2 separate regions of the Hordeum vulgare genome follow, and region 1 is linked to region 2. The links are chromatin contacts, called in public Hi-C maps. All regions are on one chromosome and are shown on one strand. The core of a region is the stretch at or near the end of the contact, and the rest is flanking DNA. Distances in the headings are between cores, read along the strand shown. Region 1 holds the start of LOC123448130 (aquaporin SIP1-1). Region 2 holds the start of LOC123448129.

Region 1 (3,165 bases), core at 152-2,651, 160 kb before region 2:
CTACTGAATATTTTTCTCTTCTAGAGATGGAAAGGATGACTTGCTGCAAACGAGTCTCAAGAATATCACTAGTGATGTGTCCAGTGGATGTTCATTCCATGAATGGGGTAAAAAGTAATAGTTTCATTGATAGTTTCAGCCTTTTAGGGCTGCAAACGAGTCTTCAGAGTATCACTCGTTATGTATCTAGTGAATGTTCCTTGCATATTCCAACATGATACTATGGCATTCAGTTATTTATGGCTCGGTGTGCCAGTTTACATGAATGTAAGGCCTAGTGTTTGCGTGATCGTGTTCCCAATAAGCAGAATGAAGCACTTCAGGGGTCATATAGGATTTGATTGCCCAATTCCAGACGGACATGCCAAAAGGGAGTCATTTGCATCACTAAATCAGTCAGTTGGCCATCAATATCAAAACCAAAAAGACAATAAAGAGGCTTGTCCATTCGAATTGAGCTCAGTTCAGTATCGGGGGCTGCAGTTCCATGGATAAGCTTGGCAATCAAATGAAAGTAAAGAAATACTGTAAGTGAGTGAGCGTAGTGTACGTTGGCAGGGTTCATGGAGGGTCCGGTGTATGCGGCGCCGGTGAGGACGAGGCTGACGGTGGAGACGGAGAGCATGGCTGTCTTGACAATGGGGTTGCGGGGTCCCTTGACGATGATGCAGAGGACGGCAAAGGTGATGACGAAGGTGAGCACCCCTTCGGCGGCGGCGCCGGTGTGGGGATCCACCTTGAGCGAGGGTCCGCCGAGCATGTGCTTGTACTGCTCGGGCATCAGCTCGGAGATGGCCAGAGCTCCGCCCACGGCTCCGGCGGCCTAGGAAGACAGATTCAGATTCGCGTGGTGCTGATTGGTTTGATTTTGACTTAGTTGGGCGGGGGGGGGGGGGGGGGGGGGGGGGGGGAAGGTGACAGACCTGCGCTGGTAGGCGGAGCGCGATGGAGAAGAGCGAGGGGCTGGTGAGGCCTGCGGCGTAGAAGGCGGCGACGCCGGTGGGGTTGAAGCTGGCGCCGCCGAGGGCGTCGCAGAGGAGGTTGAAGGCGAATAAGAGGAGGGCGAGGATGGAGACGGTGACGAGGAGGGCGTAGTGGATCCCCTCGTGCAGGCTGAGGTAGGTGGTGACGGCGGCCGTGGAGGCGCCGAGCGTGGAGACGCAGAGCACCCAGAGGAAGGTCACGACGCCGTCCGCCGCCGCCTCCCGCACAGCCGCTCCCATCGCCATCCGAGCGTCCCTTCCTTCCTTTCCTCACTCCGTCGCTGCTGCCGGTGATTGGTGGTGGGCTGGGGTGTGTGTATGTATGGGTTTGGCTTGGCACACAGCACAAGAGAAAAGAGAAAAGAGAAAAGAAGATTGGAGGGAGCACGCCCTCCGTCCCTCTCGCCTAACAACCCAGCCAATGCCAACAGAACCCCGAAGATACTGCTATGCTTTGCTACCCCCCTATTCAAAACTTGGATGCTTGTGGAATTTGAAAGCAGATCTTGACATATCCATTTAGAACCGTGTACCAGACGCTATGAAACCGGACTAGCTTACCTGCGGCGGTTTGATATAGGACGGACTATTAGGAAGGTAAATCTTCTTAAAAAAAAGGACAGTAGATTTTCTCAGCTCGACCTCAAATGACTCGAGTGAACAGTAAAATAATAATAAAACAATTTCAAAAAATCCAATTTTTTGTGACGAATTTTCTAAAAACGTGCAAAGTTTCATCATGAAATCACATTTATGAAAGTCATGGTAAAAAAAGGTTTTTGAAAATAGCATTTTTAGAGTATCGATTTTTTTCATGCCTCATAGGAATGTGATTTCATGACGAATCTTTGCAAGCACTCGAAATATTTATCAATGTTTATCAGAAAAGAAATCAGATTTTTTGAATCTGCTTTGATTTTTATAGGGATTTTTATTTCTGTGTCCCTCATTGCTTAGGTTGTGTTTGATTGAGCTGCAGATTCTGAAAAAGCTGTTGCGTAAATGTTGATGTAGAAAAGTTGAAGGGTGTTTGGTTGAAACGACTATGAAATTGTAAATTTGGCTGTGAATTGTTTGTGATGCCTTTGGGCCTAGGTGAATATATTTATACGCTAATTGTTGGTAAAGCAATGTGTTGAGGCATAATTTATGCCTAAGTAATTTTGGTGATTGATGACAGTTCCGTACAGGACTAATCGTGTGTGTCAAGGTTTCAGGCAACACTCGTCAACGGCACAAGACGACACGACTCCTCTCTTCTGGAACGGAAGCACGGCGCCCTCCTAGATTCTCTTTATTTGAGTCATAGGAAAGTCGTACTATTAAGAGGGGATCCGTAGGGGAAAGGTTTGGGTGGAATCTATCTTTGCACACGCACACCTCTTTTTCTCCCTCTCCTTTATCTTTGGAGCGGCCCTCGCCGTTTTGTTCTTTGCTTCTCTGCAAAATGGTCCCCAGCGGTAGTACCGCTGGACCGCCAGCGGTAGTACCGCTGCAGCCAGCGGTAGTACCGTTGGCCGGCGGTAGTACCGCCCCTGGTCAGCGGTAGTACCGCTGGCTGGCGGTAGTACCGCCCCTGGTCAGCGGTAGTACCGCTCCAGGTGCCCTGTTCCACCTACCTAGCGGTAGTTCGTGGACGGACCCTTTTGCGAAGACTTTCTCGGCGATAGTAGTGCTTATGCACTACCAAGGGCCAGCGGTAGTACCGCTGGAAGCCCCAGCGGTAGTACCGCTGCATCCAGCGGTAGTACCGCCAGGCAGCGGTAGTACCGCTCCTTCCCAGCGGTAGTACCGCTGGATCTCGGGCAGAGAGTGGGAAAACGGTCTGAATTTTCCCCCCACTATATAAAGTGTTCTTTTAGCTGAGGAACACTATCTCTTACCTCTCTATGCTCCATTGTTGCTCCACAAGCTTAAAAGTGCCCGATCTCTCTCCCTAGCCAATCAAACTTGTTGATTCTTTAGGGATTGGTTGAGAAGGCCTAGATCCACACTTTCACCAAGAGAAAAGTTGATTCCCCCACCAATCCCTCGCGGATCTTGTTACTCTTGGGTGTTTGAGCATCCTAGACGGTTGAGGTCACCTCGAAGCCATATTCCATTGTGGTGAAGCTTCGTGGTCTTGTTGGGAGCCTCCAAGCTTTGTGTGGAGTTGCCCCAACCTTGTTTGTAAAGGTTCGGT
Region 2 (2,897 bases), core at 286-2,785:
GAAAAGGTGCCATCTGGCCCGAGATTTCCGAGGTTTCTTGAGAGGCGCTTCCACTGGAATTTATTACACAGGGAGACAAGCTACTGCCATCCAACTCTGCAGAAGAAGTCTGAAGAGCAGGCCTGCCAGAAGTTGAGACAGGTGGAAGTATTGCTAGTTCTTGGCCTTCATTGGGTATTCCTGTAATAAAGAGCAAAGATAATAAAGGAGTTCAACCAGATTTATGACATGGATACAATTTTCTTAAGGGAGAATCGTCTGCCAAAACAAGAAATCCAACCTGTGTAACCAGGCACTGGGAGGCACTGGGTAAAATACGAAGCTATTTGGGCAAGATTAGACGCAGCTTGGTTTAATGCTGGGACAGAGGGGAAGAGTTCTGAATCTTCAGCCCTATTGACTGATTGGCTATCGTCGACCTAGATTTGTGATATATCAGTAATTATTTTGTTAGCGAAAGGAAGTGATAAAATAAAAACAAAAAGTATGACCACAGGGGCCTTTAGCCAGTCATATTGCAGAAAACGTAAGTAACAATCCTGTCCCGGGACTAAGGTTAAGTAAGCCAAATCACTTAGCAACTTGGCTCGGTGCATTTTTGTGATGTTAATAGCACGACGCAGCAAGCAAGTTCGGTTCACAATATTACAGGAACTGCCATTTAATCATCCGCGTTGGATAAAATGGCTACACGAGTAGCAGACCAATTTCCTTGTGAAAGGAATGCCGACTCTTCAATTCCTCTCACCTAGTGACGGCCATGCTTTTATTTTTGCAGGTTGATTGATATCATCAGAAAAAACAAGCAGTGTTGCTGCAATGTGGTAAAGTCGATGGCACCAAAGCCTTCCTTCCCAATTAAACTGGAAAATGTATATGAAGAAGAGGGGTGGTACGAAGGAAGGATGAGGATAATGGGTTGAAAAGTTCAGGTTTATTATGGCACACAACAAACAAGGCAAATAGACAACTACAACTGCTGCCTGCTTCATTCCTACCATGACAAGAAAAGGTTGTGCTCCAGCAGTACTAACTTCCTAAGCGACTCGGGTAATATCTGAACATCGAAATCTTCAAGGCATCGGAAGGTGGGTAGTAAGTGGTAACAGCAAGAGGAAAACAAGTACAGATGACATACGTACCGACGGGGAAGTAGAAGGCTCTCCCTGTGCTGAAGGCTCCATGCTGGGCCGATGGATCCACTAGTCCCAGTTATTATTAGTCCTAATGACCTGAAGAACGCGGATTGAGAAGAGCACGAACAATACCAGTTATAGAGGAATGAAGGAATTAGGGAACGAAACAAAAACAATCTCGATGGATCGGCTGACAGACGGACTGACCAAAAAAACGGGAATCGGAACCACGAGTTCGTGGATCCAGGTGGAGGCGACTCGGCTGTCTTCTCCAGCGGGGGGTGTGGCGGCGGGAGAGGATGTAAGTTGGGACGGTAGTCGGTTTCTGCGGCAAGAAGTGGGTGGGAGCCTCGGAGGGAGGGAGAAGAGAGAAGACGACTCGGACACGCCGCGCATCAGCAGGTCGTGGTAACGCGAGTATATTAGGACTTCATCGTCTCTCAGCGTGGTATCCTAGGTACCGTTGCATTATAAGATACAACCATCCTAATGCATGGTTTTTTAAGTGTTGTATCTTAGTGGATTAGTATTTAATTAATTTGGCCTCATGCATGTATTTGATTGGTCTAATCATATTTTTTGCCTATGATCTCGTGCAAGAACCGTATACTAAATAAGATACGGCATCACTCTCTTTCTTTAATTAATATGGTGCCACATCAGCAATATGCCTATGATACCGTGTCAAGATACAAGCATTAGGGAAGGCCTTAGTTTACGCACGGAGTACATGTTTGAGAACATCTCGCCCAACCACCCTACACGTTAAAAAAAAATTCATACAGTGTCGAAATAAAAAAAATTAACGCGTCCTAGTGGGTCGGCTCCAACGACTGCATCAAAGTATAGCGCGTGAGCCGCTCCAGCGGACGCGCTAAAACTCAGCGCGTGCGAGCACTGGACACTTGCATTTTGTTCATTTTCATGATGATAAATATGGATATTTCAAACATAAATAAAAAGATGTAGCATAGTTTAATTTCACGGCGCATCAGCAATCATGCCACATCATCCAACCAAGTGCAAAATCATCGAACCAAGTTCATGACATAAAAAAGTTCACACAAAGAAATGGCACACAACAATCATGTCTCATCCTCATCTTCGTCCTCCTCTTCCTCCGTTTCTTCATCCCCATCCGAAGACGATTCTTCCTTCTCCTCGTCTTCATTGACGTGCGCGCGCATCATCATGTGGAGCTCGGTAGGTGTTGGCAATATCTTCAACGGCTTCATGCGAAGGGCGCGGGAGGAGGCACACCGGAAGACATGTGTCCATCTGGAGGTGCTCTCATGCCTTCCATGAGAGACGCAAAACTAATGTCTCCCATGCCCCCCATGATAGCTCCGAAACACCCATGCCTCCTATGCCGCCCATGATAGCTCCGAAGCCACTCATGCCATCCATGCCTCCCATAGTAGCTCACATGCCTCCAGTGGCCATGCCTCGTTTTTGGATCAAGACTTTTTTTCGCGTACGTTTGACGTACTCCTTTTGTTGCTCGTCGAGGATAGATGTGTCCATGATGAAGAACAAGTACTTCTTCCATTTCAACAATCTAGTGCGCTCCTCCATGGCCAATTTCTTCTCCTCCAATGCCACCTTCCTCTCCTCGACGACACCTTTCTCTCCTCACTCGCCAACCTCCTCTCCTCGGCTGCCGCATCTTGCCATCTTCCTCACCTCATTTGTTTCCTTTCTTGCGTTCACAATAGCTTCCATAGCATTTTTTAGCTCATCATCTCCTTTCCTCTTCTTCTT

The links. A called contact is a pair of places that touch in the nucleus more often than the background predicts.
Region 1: a contact with region 2 is called in a Hi-C map of seedling, with 3 times the contacts expected there. The contact joins the promoter of LOC123448130 here to the promoter of LOC123448129 in region 2. A contact is called at or near these places in 2 of 6 Hi-C or Micro-C datasets (leaf and seedling) and 1 of 1 datasets of contacts at active chromatin or transcription factors (embryo).

What each region holds. Positions count from the first base shown.
Region 1 is chr4H:130,605,841-130,609,005 of MorexV3_pseudomolecules_assembly, reverse strand. LOC123448130 (aquaporin SIP1-1) reads right to left here and starts at 1,401. Exons shown (of 3, transcript XM_045124909.1): 1 at 924-1,401; 2 at 551-823. The coding sequence starts at 1,229.
Region 2 is chr4H:130,450,246-130,453,142 of MorexV3_pseudomolecules_assembly, reverse strand. LOC123448129 reads right to left here and starts at 1,535. Exons shown (of 9, transcript XM_045124907.1): 1 at 1,344-1,535; 2 at 1,143-1,232; 3 at 281-419; 4 at 1-180. The coding sequence starts at 1,184.